Regions from separate parts of the Arachis hypogaea genome. Here region 2 is linked to region 1. The links are chromatin contacts, called in public Hi-C maps. All regions are on one chromosome and are shown on one strand. The core of a region is the stretch at or near the end of the contact, and the rest is flanking DNA. Distances in the headings are between cores, read along the strand shown. Region 1 has its middle 12 kb from the start of LOC112756361. Region 2 holds the start of LOC112757960 (two-component response regulator ARR8).

What was found. Hi-C and Micro-C count contacts between places; a contact is called where the count stands out from the background.
Region 2: a Hi-C map of an unstated tissue shows a contact between it and region 1, with 4 times the contacts expected there. The contact joins the promoter of LOC112757960 here to the enhancer-like site in region 1. A contact is called at or near these places in 5 of 8 Hi-C or Micro-C datasets (leaf and an unstated tissue).

Annotation. Positions count from the first base shown.
Region 1 is chr16:9,006,895-9,013,578 of arahy.Tifrunner.gnm2.J5K5, forward strand. No RefSeq gene overlaps it. Among protein-coding and RNA genes, the nearest start is that of LOC112756361, 12 kb to the left of the region's middle. Within about 2 kb of position 3,202, at least 3 of the 3 cell types and tissues checked have open chromatin away from gene starts, as enhancers often do.
Region 2 is chr16:9,051,535-9,059,236 of arahy.Tifrunner.gnm2.J5K5, forward strand. LOC112757960 (two-component response regulator ARR8) reads left to right here and starts at 2,728. Exons shown (of 6, transcript XM_072219238.1): 1 at 2,728-2,985; 2 at 3,464-3,866; 3 at 4,016-4,119; 4 at 4,230-4,307; 5 at 4,748-4,818; 6 at 4,931-5,568. The coding sequence starts at 3,749. The coding sequence ends at 5,288.

The sequences.
Region 1 (6,684 bases), core at 1,952-4,451:
GGACAGGAGGATCCACGATGGCACCATCAATAACAACCTTATCAGGGTCCAAAGGAGAAAGGTCCAAGTCAGGAGCAATAACCCCGACCTGTTCCTTGAAAATCCTCCAGGCTTCATCAGCACCATCCGCAATAGAGTCCTCCAACTCGGTGTAGGCCTTCCGAGCGTTCAGTAAGTCGTTCTTTACAGACACAAGATCAGCAAATAAACTATTGTAGCTGGCTTGCGCTGCCTTCCTCAACTCCACCTCCATGTTGCATTGGGCTTGCAACTTCTGCCCCTTCTCTCGGAGGCTGTTCCTCTCCCCCTCCAGTTTGGCGACTTTCCCCTCCAACTCCTTCTCATGCTCCTGATATATACGGAGCCTACCCTCCAGCTCCTCGACCCTCGAGGTCGTCCCTAAAGAGCTGATGGGAGTCTTCTCAAATATATCCAAGAGTTTGCCACAAACCCCCGCCGTCTTGAGACTCTCCTCAACCACAGTAGTGAGGTAGTGCCGAACAGAAACATCATCCATACTCATACGAGCATGAGGATAGATGTTCTTTCGGACGAACGCAAGAGCGTCCGCCTCACCAGAAGCACCAGACTCTAATGTCTTGCGCTTCTTTGGCTCTGGTTCGGGAGTAGGTCGGACGGAAGGGGGTGGCAGAGAGGAAGCAGAGGAAGAAATTACGATAGGCTGAGAAGGAGTCCCAACGTTCCGAGGAGGAGGAGGAGGAGAGACAACCATCCTAACACCTCCAGACCTGGCTCGAGACTTTGCCTTGGCTTCCTGAACCCTCTGGTAAGACTCTTGAGCGTTTTTCTTTGCCATCTCTACAAAAAACAAATTGGTAGCCGAAATCAGACAAAGTCGGTAAAAGAAATTGCAAGTCGGAAACGAGCAAGAAACGCAAAAAGCTACCTAATTGTGACTGGACAAAGGACGGCGACCCCTGGAGAAATTTTTTAGTATCCAAGTATGGGGCCCTCCCCCACGCTTCTCGGAGGAACCCCACAATGGCTGCTTCTACCTCAGTTAAATCATCCAGACCATATTTCTCGCAAGGGGAGGCCTCCAGCCAATATAAAGGAAATCGGGGAGAAGAATGATCATCCAGGAAAAAGGGGTGGTGACCCTCTACAGCTTGCACTTTGAAAAAGTAGTTCTTGAAGTCATGAAAGGACTCGTCAAAAAGGGTAAAAAGTCTCCGACCTTGTATGGCTCGGAACGACACCCACTGTTGTTTATTGTTTAGCCCACTGAAGGGTTTTGTCATGTGGAAAAGATGGAAGAAAATCTTTAAAGAAGTCGGGAACTCTAAAGCCTGGCTGACAAATTGATAAATTTTCAAAAAACCCCAAGAGTTGGGGTGAAGCTGGGTGGGAGCGACTCGACAGTGACGCAAAACAGATATCTCAAAATTCGAAAAAGGAAGAAAAACACCCAAACGGGTGATCATGCACTCATACATAAAGAAAAAATGAGGGGCCGCCTCATCGACTCTTCCAAAACAAACCCGGTCTTCAGGACCCGGGACTACCAATTCGTATTTTGGTTCGTCATCCTCAGAAGTACAAATTCTGTGATGAGTGCGAAGGTTGGTAATGAACTCAGAATCGACTGAGGGCTCCTCCCCTAAGACCGTGACATCAACCCAGTGAGAGAGAGCATCTACAGAAGCCATTTCTTTTTATAAAAAAGGGGGGTAACAAACCTACAAGGGGAAAAGAAATGTCACCAACACGGTCTCTAAAGGGAGGAGGATGCGAAACTAAAGTCTACAAATCAAATTTATCTACAAAGGCATATTAAAGAACTAACCTTTATCCGGAAATAAGGGTTGGAAGCAAAAAGCCTTTGAAGACGCAAGAACGCAGCACGAACGAAGGCAAGGAAAATTTGAAAGATCGCAGAAACGAAACAACGAAAGAGAGGGAAAATATTTATAAGAACGTTAGGGGCATAACGGTAAAATCGGGGCAATCATTAATAAGGATGCACCGTTACCAAGGCTATTAAATCCCTACGCACACCCCTAACGGACACGACGCTTGATTAGACGTAACTGTCAGAACCAAAAGGTCACGAAAAATCACGTCGGTCCTCAAACCATCACATCGGTCCTCTCACAAATCGGCTACGACCCCGAGTTGAATACTCGAACCCAACTCTTAAAAATAAATTGGGCTCGAGTAGGGGCACTGTTCATACCCTGGCCCAATAAATAGGACCCAGGATCCAAGCAAAGAAGCCCAACCCAAAGGGGTTGGCCCTCCCCCAGTACCGGCCTTCATCCCCAGAAGTCGGTACTGAACACGACCTACTCCAAAGAAGTCGGATACGAGGGTTAGCTGGCAGATAACACTCGTTCGAATGAGTAACCGCCCCTAGAAACTCTCTAACCACTTCATAGAGTCATATCTTAACCTCCCTAAGATATGGGAACGGTTATCCACCTAAAAAGGTGGCACTACTTCAGCGGTGGTTATTGGTTCACCTCCATAAATACCCTGACATCCCTCAGGTATCACTAAGTCCCAATACATTCTCAACTTGCTCACACTCTTGCTAACTTAGGCATTGGAGTGTCATTGCAGGTACCACCCCCCATTCTCCCAGACGCGCAAGTCGAACGGAGGAACACCGAGTTTCAGGTGCACCAGCTGGCCACCTCCCTCACACGTTTGGGTCAACCAACGTCATCCGGCCCACTGATCTCCGGTTACCCATCGTAACAATAAATACAAATTATACTAATAAATAAGTAAAATATTCAGAGTTTAGTGTAATTTTAGTCGCAGATTGTAGATTATCTAAAATTTCTAATAATTTTCTTTTCTTTCTATTTTACATTTGAAACAGTACATGAATGACATTTTTTATTTTTTATTTTTTATTGAATTATAAGCATTTCGATAACACAAGACAGTTGACTCAAAATTTCAAAATTTTTCTATGTCATGTGAAAACCATGTCATGGATATATCTTGTTAAGGGAAAATTAACCATTTCACTTCAAATTTAGAAAACTTCATAGATAGATTCTTTCTCTGTCTTCAATTTTTTTTTTTTTCTTGTGGTGGGGGTGGGGGGTTTTTAGACTCTGACATCAACATTGACAAAAAAAAATTGGATGTGGGCCAATAAGGCCCAAACTACCCAAACCAATAAGTCACCCCAGCCCAACCTATATAAGGTGGGCAAAGAAAAAAGCCCAATTTCTATATTTATTGAAGGAACAATGCTATATCCTAAAACATAAAAGCCCAATAAAACGGTTTTAAGGCCCAAGGCCATCTGTGTTTTTCACTTTTTTTGTCATTATTTAGTTCCTTTCCATCTATTACCCTCAGTTCCTCACGTTACAAAATTTCAATTGAGTCCTGCGAATAAGTATCCGAGTATTAGGGATAATAAACATCTCATATCATAAAACCACTCATCTCAAAAGCTTAAGCTGATTTTGGGGTTCACCAAGGATTAAATTCTTGACCTTTCGGATCTAAAACTCTAATACCATGTCATGATACTACTTATCCCAGAAGCTTACGCTAATGAAAAAAGATAACACTAATGATTATATCTCTAATACTCCCTAAATCTCCATTGTACGCATTGTACAAATATTTCATTGGCTCTCCATACTTTTTCAATTTCAATACAAGGTCTTGTTTCTTGTATGTTATATAATATTAAAGCAGTATATCTTTCAATATTGATATTGTTAAAGATTTCTATATATTATTATTCCCTATTTTTATATTATATTTATACGAAGCTTGAGTTCATAGAATATTGTTAACATAAACTGTCTCAAATAAAAAATTGAGTTCTCTATTGTGACCCTATGACATTTCATAGGGACAACCAAAAACAGCATTGCCCCAAAGGGCGTTCGTAAGGGTAGACCTTGTTATGGGGGATGGGAGGGTTTATTTATTATATTTTATTTAGAGTATTTATTCACATTGAATTCAATCATAGAATACTATTTGCTAGGACATGCTAATCATCATACACATGGATCCTAGGACACTGTGCAAATCCCTAGAATGAAGCTAAAGCTAAAGGCTAAAGCAGATACGGTACATGAACCTAAACTTCCCCATATCAACCAATTTATTCTTTTATTAAAATTAAACAGGGTGGAAATGTTTTAATTTTGTTCTGTCCTATGTTGAAGATTTTACATTTGAAATTTTGAACTAGGCTGGAAGGAAGTCATCGTGTGCTCAAAGAAAAATTAATTAATTAATTAATTAAGAAACTTAAATTTGTGAATATTGTACTAGTGCCACATTTAATTTGTACTTTAATTAGGTAAAAATTCAAGTGCAGTTAATTTTACGTGAAGTTTATAGTTAAAAATAATTAAATAATTTGACTAAATTTTTATTTAACAGTTTTTAATTATCAATTTTACGTAAAGTTAACCACGCATGAGTTCTCACTTTTAAGTTAAAAGTGAAACGTAAATAATAATAATAATAATTTTAAAGTACAAAAGAATAATAATATATGAATATAGAAAATTAAAAGTGGAAATATGCTGGGGGAGATTGTTGAGGTTATAGACATATTTTTGCTAATTTATTTTACGATCAAAATGCTTAGCTATTATTAAATTCGACGACTAATTTTTAAAGGATTTACAAACATCTCACTTGACAATAGTATATAAAGTATTTTAATAATTTTTTTATCAGAAAATCTGTTATTTAAAAAAAAATAATAGTCCATCAATGGAGTAGTGGGAAAGATTGATGATTAGCTCAGACAATGTATGACAATGCATGAATAACTCAATCCCAAAAAAAATGAATGTTCGAATATATCTTTAGTATAGGAAAATGAGATAAAATTTTGCCCCTATGCTTATTAAACTTTTTAGACATATTTAATTTAGTCCTTGAGTTTTTTTTTTTTTTTGAAATAAGGTGGAATATTTAAAAAATTCAGAATTATAATATAAATACTAAAAAAAATCGTAGTTATTTCTGGCATTGTTATCAATAATTAAACGGAATAAAGTCAACCCACTCTTTGTAGTTTCTAATTGACTTGGTAATAATTTCTGCAACGTCGCACTACAACAAATCCTTAAGATAGCGACGGATATTTTGCGGCGGTTTTGTAAATGTGCCGCAAAAAGACAAAATGCGGCACATATAGCGGCGGTTAAAGGTTGGGACTGCAATCATACCGAAATTTAGCGGCGGTTTTAGCAAAACCGCCGCTATATTGCTGTAAGGTTGACATATCGCGGCGGTTTTCTTCAAACCGCCGCTATATTGCTGGTCAGGTTTGTATTTCGTGGCTTCTTTTCGAAAACCGCCGCGATATGTCCGCCGGTGACTTCTTGTTAGGCATTTTGCGGCGGTTACTTTTAAACCGCCGCAAAATGCGTGTTACCACATATTGCATTGTTCTCTTTAGAAATAACCATCTGGGTTTAATATATTTAAGTGAAAACTACTTTTTGAAGCTACATATGTTTAAATCATTCTTACTTAAACTCGTAACACTTTTTCTACATTCGGTTTACGATAAAAATTTCACAAGTTACTTGTAACCTTTATATGTTAACTCATGTGAACAATTTTACCACTAAGATTTTCTTGATTACGTTATTGGCATTTAAAAATTGCATTCAATCATGAATGTAAAAGTAGCAAATAAAATCAAACTCTGATATTTATGAAGTTAAAATAAAGTTCTAGATAGCATACATCAAAGTTACTCCTCTTTGAAGTTATGCCTTACTAAACCTAAACCAAGAATAAACATGTACAACTGTGACCCAAATCATTAAACTAACGAAATCAGCGTAACTATTATAATAAAAGATCAAAATTTCTCTCCAACATCATATTGACCTGGCGAAAAAAACTCTGTTATGAATCTTGCGGCTTCACGTTTCAGAGGATCTGATATTTCATCTCCATACCATGGCATCTTATTCAGATCAAAGCACATTTTCTTAACATGTATATCATCTTGTTTATCTTGTTGGTCTTCTAAAGTTGCATCCTCTTCATCCGGAACCTTATTCAGATCAAACTGCATGGATCTATCAACTGCGACAGAGGATACATCATCTAAAATGTCTTCTGAATCAGCCTCTTCTCCGTCTAGACTGTCAGGAACTATTTCTCCGGAATATTCAGGTACGACTGAAAATATCAACATGCACATAACAGAATGAGTATACATAGAAGGAATTGAGAACTCTGGAGTTATTAAATACTGACTTAGAAAAACAACTAAACTACAAGATGCTAAGACAATTTTAAAACTAAACACAACTTTTCAACAATTACTATCACCCTTGTTAGTAGTTAAGGCAATTTTCTTAAACAGAAGCTCTATAGCAATTGTTGTGTTTGCAGAGAATGACGAAAAGTCCTCATTTTTTATCAATCCTGTTCCATCGTCATGTTATGTTCACTATTGTATTCAAAACGTATCACTAGTGAAATTATATTGCGTAATACATAGCAAGATCATAAAAAAATGCAACCCTAAGAAAAACAACAACTGTAGAAGGAATAAAGACCAAACGTAAACTAACTTTTTCATATTAAAATCGTTGAAAGAACCAAAAGTCTGCGTTTACTCATGAGAATTCACAATAACACAAATATTTATCTGCAAAAAAAAAAAAAAAACTACACAAGTATAAAGTAACCAAAGAAAAC
Region 2 (7,702 bases), core at 1,478-3,977, 44 kb after region 1:
ATGACGCATATCACGGCTTCTTTTATTTCTTTAAGAAAGGCAAGAAATGAAGGGATAATTTATTTGAGAGCATTTCTTTTTATATTTCTATAAACATACACATGATGCATTTTAAATCAAGTAATAAAAAAATTCCATGCATTGAGTAGCTTAAAATGTAAATTATTAAAAGGAAATAATCTTAAATAATTTTCACTTGATGGTAATTTCTCAGTGCAACAAAAATATATATGAGAATGTGAATAACAAAATGAGCTTTGTTTGGCAAGTACTTTTCTCTACTGAAATTTAAACTTATATTCTTATAGGATAATGCTAGCTAGACAAAAAAAATCAGTCAGAACTTGCCTTATTTAACATTAATTAATTGTCATAACAATTAATGAATTCTAAATAAAATAAGTTATGATTATTTTTTGCTGATTTTCTTTGGTTACCAAACATTTTCGTTCTTATCAATAAAGAACAATGGTAATTTCAATCAACAATAAGAAAACTAGCATTATTTATTGAAAACGTTATGAAAGTTAATTTATTTCAAAGATCTCATTCACTGCACCAAATTCAGTAGATAGCAACCATTTTTTTACGGCGATTGCTAAATAAAATTTAGCGGCAGTTGACACAACGAAAAAATTCAGAATTATTATTACAATATTCATAATTTACAAGCTTATTCGCATATAATAAATAAACTTTTTGTTATTTATTTGTTGTGGCCTAGGGTTTAAAAGTCGCATATAATTATGAAATTTTCTTGTAAACTAAGCAACGTTAAATAGGACGTTGGGTTTAAAAATTTTGCTATTTTAAATAGTTGGGCTAAGATTAATTAGTTCCCTTTTAAGAGAATTGAAAGGGAAAATGGAGATAAAGTCATCCTGAGTGACTTGACCTATAATGCAAATAAAGACTTTTTCCCCTCTCCAAAAACAATATATATATATATATTGAAAAATTCCACTCCTCTTTTTTGAAAAATGATAAAATGACACATTCTTTTTCTCTATTTATAAAATATGCACTCTCTTTTTTATTAATTTTAAAAATTTCTTCTTTAATCAATTTTAAATTTTTTGTGTTAACTTTATCCATTTTTTAAGAAAAAATAAATTATTTTTTACAAAAATATCCTTTAGTAAAATTTTTTTATTAAATTTTATTAACTAAAATATCCTTTAACAACTTATTTTTTATTGATTAAATTGTATTTTTACCAAAATATTCTTTTAAAAAAATTTTAATGATTAAATTATTTTTTTTCTAAGATACCCTTCAATAATTTTTTAAAAGATTTTAGAAAAAAAATTAACTATTTAATTTTAACGAAAATTTTGGTAAAATCACAATTTAATAATTAATTCAACGAAAATTTTAAAATCACAATTTAATAATTATTGAAAGGTATCTTAAGAAAAAATAATTTAATAATTAAAAATTTTTTAAAAGAATATTTTGGTAAAAATATAATTTAATTAATAGAAAAAATATTTCGGTAAATAAAATTTAATCACAAAAAATTAAATTTTTATTAGAATATATTTTTGTAAAAAATAATTTATTTATTTTTAAATAAATAAAGTTAACTTTAGTTAACACAAAAGATTTAAAATGAATTAAAAAGAAGATATTTTAAAAGTTATAAAGAAAATAAGTATACATTTTATAAATAGATAAAAAAAATCATTTTAATTGCACTTAGCAAAACTGAACGATTACACATGGGCCATAAGGTTTGAGAGAAAGATTCAATGATGAACATTCCATCATACTTGCATGTAAAAATTTCATGAAAAATTAGTATGAACATTTGACTAAATGGACAAAATGAGATGAATTAGCAAAAGAAAAGAAAAAAGAAGAAAGAAGGAAAAAATGGCATTGGTCTTGGTCCTGAGGGCATGGCCATAATGGGATGGGAGAAGACAATGAAGTATTTAGGGGCAAAATTGGCCCACTAATTAGTGCCTTTTCACTTTCTCGTTTTCTGCCATGTGCCTCCTTTCTTCTTCCTTCAATATACATCAATGGTCCATAACATCCCTATCTTCTACCACAATGGAATATATAATGCTTTGTGCAAAGTCAAAAAAATTAAAAATAAAAATTGTACATTCAATACTGCATTTGAACAATGTTGAACCCTAATATATATTTGTAGAGAGTCAATATAATTCTCATACCAAATATTGTTTGACATTTTCAATGATGCCTATTATTTTTAAGAAATGTTGAGATATTTTATTTGAATTTAATTTTGATAAATTTTCGTTAATTTTACATATGTATCTAATTATATGATGTACGTCAATAAAAATAATTATTTTTTATATTAAATATATAAATAATTATAAAAATAAATATAATTAAACAAATATAAAAAATATTATATATTGTTTATTAGTCAAAATTAAACTTATTTTATGTCTTTTTTTATTTTTAATATTGAATTAATAATGATATTTTTTTTTTAATTGTGAATGGTTGTAGTATTAATCTCAGATGTAAAACGGATTAATTTGGGATAAAGAAATTAGACTAAATTAGATCCTCTAATTTATGAGATACAAAGATCATATTCTCTAATTTTTGAGATCGGATCATCCGATTTCTATTTAAAAAATAAAAAAAATTTAAGGTACATAAATCAAATCTTCTGATTTTAATATGTTTCTCCGTTTTAAAAAATATAAAAAATTACAATGTTAAAATATATTATTTATCTCATTATTATGAAGGAAAAAAGTAGCCATTTTATGTGTGTTCCAAACCAAAATCAAAGAATAGTAAATGGCCTAGGGATGAAAAATAAAGAGCAATGTAAAAGAAAATGAAAAATAGTAAAAATGAAGTGGATGGAGAGATATGAATGATGATGATGATGAAGATGATGATGATGATGGGCATGGGAAGCAAATCTTAAAAGGGAATCAAAAGAAAATGGCCTGACTTTGCCACTTCTATCCCCCACCTGCCTAAGATATGGTAAGCTCCACATGATTTCATATTTTTCTATTTTCTCATTTCACAAACCCACCCTTGCTGACATCACCTGTATCTCTTCTCCGGATTTTCTTGGGCCCCACTCTCTCTCTTACACATTCTTTTCCTCTTTTGCTTTCTTCCAACTTTCTAATTTCACAAACCCCATTTTCATTTTTTCCCCTCTCCCTCTTTTTCTCTCACATATATAAATTAAGCCCACCTCCCTCCCTCAACAACCTATAAATAAAATTAGGATTTTATTAAAACTATTAATTACATTTTTTATAAAAAAATAAAATTTAAACTTTTAGTAATTTTATTAGTAATATAATTTTAACATTATAAGTTATAACACACATTTATTCCTCTATTCTATTCTTATTTGTTTTGGATAAAAAAAAGTTATTATCATATTTTTTCTTTTGCATTGTTTGCCATGTAATTCAACATTAGCTTGGAAAAAATTTTATTTTGCAAGATTTGGGATGAAATCTGGTCGGATCTTGCTTTGTGGGATGGGGATTTTGGTGGGTCTTATTTCTTCAATACAAAGCTCTTAGCTTCTTCTTCTTCTTTTTCCCATCCTATCCCATCTTCCTCCCATAAACACAAAAGCCATTCCTTTCTTCCATTTCCAAAGGGAAAAGAAGAAAAACCGTTTTTTTTAACACACCCACTTTCCCATTTCTTCATCACATCCTCTAATTTAGATCAAAGGTTCCAACTTTAATCTTTGCATAACCCTGAATTGGGAAGAAGCATAATGGGGATGGCTGCTGCAGCTGCTACAGAGTCACAGCAGTTTCATGTGTTGGCTGTTGATGACAGCCTCATAGATAGGAAGCTTATTGAGAGGCTCCTAAGAACTTCTTCTTACCAAGGTACACTCTTTTTTTCCTAAATCAGACAACAATCTAAGAAAACAGAGAAACAAAATTGTACCCTTTTCCTTTTTTTTTTCTTCCTTACCTTTCTTATGTATGTGTCCTACTATGTTGTCTGAGTTGTGTGTTTTTACCTGAATTGGCAGTTACTACAGTTGATTCTGGGACCAAAGCTTTAGAATTTCTGGGCTTGCGTGAGAATGATGATGGCACCCCAAATACACCTTCTATTTCTCCTAACAATCATCAGGTACGGATATTAATTTCAATTTTGTTATTTTAAATTTTGAACCGTGGATCAGTATCAATGTTATTATTATTCTGGGATTCTGAAAAATTAAGGATTTGTTTTATTTGTAGGAGGTGGAGGTGAATATGGTTATAACAGATTACTGTATGCCTGGGATGACCGGCTATGATTTGCTCAAGAAAATCAAGGTATGGTTATGGTTTCTATTCCTGTCTCATCTCTTTTTCTCTTTCAGTCTTTCTGGCTAATATTGTTTCTCCTTTTGCTTTTAAAGCAACAAGAATTTTCCATTTTGATACTGTGTATTCATCCCAATTTTCTGCTATTGCTGAAAGTTGTCAACTTGGAGTATAGTTTTTATTATCTCTTGGAATATTATTATTCCCATATATGCTTTTTTTTTTTCTTTTTTCTGTTTTCCACTCAAAACAAATCAGGATCACAATATGTTGCAAATATTTTCTTCCTAAAAAAGGGCCATGCTTTTTTATCAGCTGGATTTGATTTGAGGAACAGGATTTGGTTTGGAAATTACTGAAATTTTCCATGGTCAATTATTTCAACTGGAACCAACAGAGTTAAGAAATTTATAGGATTTTGTTCTGATTTTTCTTTTTTTTTTTTTCAGGAATCTTCATCTCTTAGAAACATACCAGTGGTGATTATGTCATCTGAGAATGTGCCTTCAAGAATTAGCAGGTAATAGGGGAAGGGCTGAAGGAGTGTTTCAAACATTTCAATTTTGAGTCTTGTTTTTGGAGAGGAAAAGGAAAAAAAATATGTTCTGATGAATCTATGGACAATGAAACAGATGCTTGGAGGAAGGAGCTGAAGAATTTTTCTTGAAGCCAGTGAGGCTTTCAGATTTGAATAGGCTCAAACCACATATAATGAAGAGGAGCAAGTTGAAAGATCAAGATCAAAAGCAAGTGATACCAGAAAAGATTGATACTTTATTAGAAGTTCAAAAGCAGCATCAACCACAAGAAGAAGCACAGCCACAAGTGCAACCAAATTTAGAACAACAACAACAACAACAATCACTGCAACAAAACAACAACAATAACAATAACAGCAGCAACAAGAGGAAGAGCATGGAGCAGAGCCTTTCACCAGAGACCACTGACAGAACTAGACCAAGATACAGTGGCATAGCCACTGTGGTATGATCATAAATAATCATTTTCATTGCCTACCAAAGTATAATTTTCTTGAGTTTCACAATGTAATTCTCTCTCATATAACTTCCTTTTTCTTTTTCTCTTATTTTTTTCACATTATGATTAACTTCAGTGTTGGTTGATATAGATCCTTATAGGAGTGTAGAAAGTTGTTTCCTGTACACATTTCATGGAAAATATTCCCTTCCAATTTTGTTTTCATATATTAAAAGGAAAAAAAAAGATCATATGAAGAGTAAGAAATCAGATGATAAATTTTGGGTCTAAATGAGTCTTGTTTACCAATTATCAGTTTGGTTGGAATATGGGACCAATTAGAACCTTTGAAAAAGGGATTTTGTTCCTTCAAATCACTTGCTTTGTAACTTTGTCTACATAGTGTATGAAGAGTGTAAAGTTTTGTTTCATTAGGCAGGTGCATTAACAAGAAAGAAAATGGGATAACAATTAATGCAAAAAGAAAAATGGAAAATCGATTTAGTCATTTATTTTCATGAATGAGTTTGGTGTACATAAAGCTCATTTATAAAAAGTGTATCCTTTTTACTATTTAGGAATCACAATTTTTTTAGTGGCTTGATGGGGCGAGTATTTGCAGGGATTTACCCGCGACATGTTAAGGACTAATCCGTCGCAAATCTGAGCTCCATTTAAGGGTCTGCCACTGGCCAATGAGTTGCTGCATGCACAAGGCGGGGTTCGAACTCCCGACACTTGCTTAAGCGGATAAGTGAACCGATCACTCAACCAACCCAAGTTAAAATTTTTTTTTTATTTGAATCAAAAGAAAAATCGATGTGATCAGATGTCCATTTTTCGGGGTTTTTTATATGCCTTAAACAATTACATTTTGGGCCACAAACCAAAGGTCCTGTATTTTTGGCCAGATCGAGAGCCCATGTGTTAAATAAGAACATTGTCCTATGAAATAACGATCATTCCCAGTGAGTGAGAAACTGCGGATGCAAGTGTAATGGGCTAATGGCCCATTGGCCCCATAATTTTGTCAATTCATAGAACATGAATTAAATATTAAATTTTACTTGTGTGCTATCCTAATTGATCACATGAAAGAGGAGTTATATGAAACAGTTAAGCCACTAATGTTGCAATAGATAAAAGTTAATTGTTATTAAGTATATTATCTTTATATTATATCTATAAGTACATATATCATATATGTTATATTGTCATGTGTCTAATAATTATACGTTGATTATAAATATATTTTATTATTTTTGTGTAATTGTTTATACCCTATTCTAAAATGTAAAGTCAGATCCAATAAAAAAGAAAGATCCATTCCAAAAGGATGACCTTCACTATATATCCGATCTATTTTAAAAAAGAGATTGGATAAGTGCTTACAAAACTGTCTTCTTGAATCTCTCCTACTATTTTTATCTTCCTAAAAGATAGATCCTAACAAACTCTCAAAATAAAGTGATAATTAACTCTACTATAAATATATTGACATTCCTCATATATATACACGTTCTAATCTACTAAAAAATCTGTCTAAAGCCTTTGCTAACTTAAATATCAGAGTCTCTTGTAGGTACCACCCCCACCTCCTTAGGAGGAACTCGGACAGCAGCACCTCGACACAAGAACAAGTCGGACGCTGCCTCACAAGGAGTCTGGACCTCACAGTCAGATCCAAAATCAACGTTTCAGATAACGATCAGAACAATAATAATATTTATAAATAGTTTTTATGTACTTTCTATTTATTCTCTTTTTTTCTTTAGATATTTATGGACGATTTGACTCAAAATTCGTCACGCAAACTTCATATAAAACTAAAAGTTGAAATTTGCCAAGATGTACGGCAAACCTTACAAAAATAACAAGCTTCGTCGGGATGCGACAAACTCATCCAAAATGCCAAAAGAAAAAATTCTAAAAATTAAAGTTTCATTCATTTTTTTTGGAGAAATGATATTTTTTTAAGTTATAATAAAAAAATTCCAAAAATATTGTCACATCTATCTATATATACTATTTAACTTCTATATATTCTCTTCTAGAAAACAAAATCTCTTATATACTATTTAGTCCATATTTTCAAGATCATAACGTTTTTCTCTACTTACATAACTAATATTTTTTATGAGACAAATTTATTTAATTAATCTCAGTAGTTCTTGTTCTTCTCCTTTTTATTTTTATTTTTTATCCTCTCTTTTATTTTACCATTTAATTTTGATATAGAGAACACCATATGATAAATTCCATACATCTTCAAATAAAAATAATTAACCTTAGAACAATTTTAATCTCGACCGAACATAGACTATAACATATATACAAGAGATAATATTATTTCAATCAATGATCCTTCATCATAAAACCCCAATAATCATAACCTTCTAACATTCATCACAAAGGTTTTAAAGTAA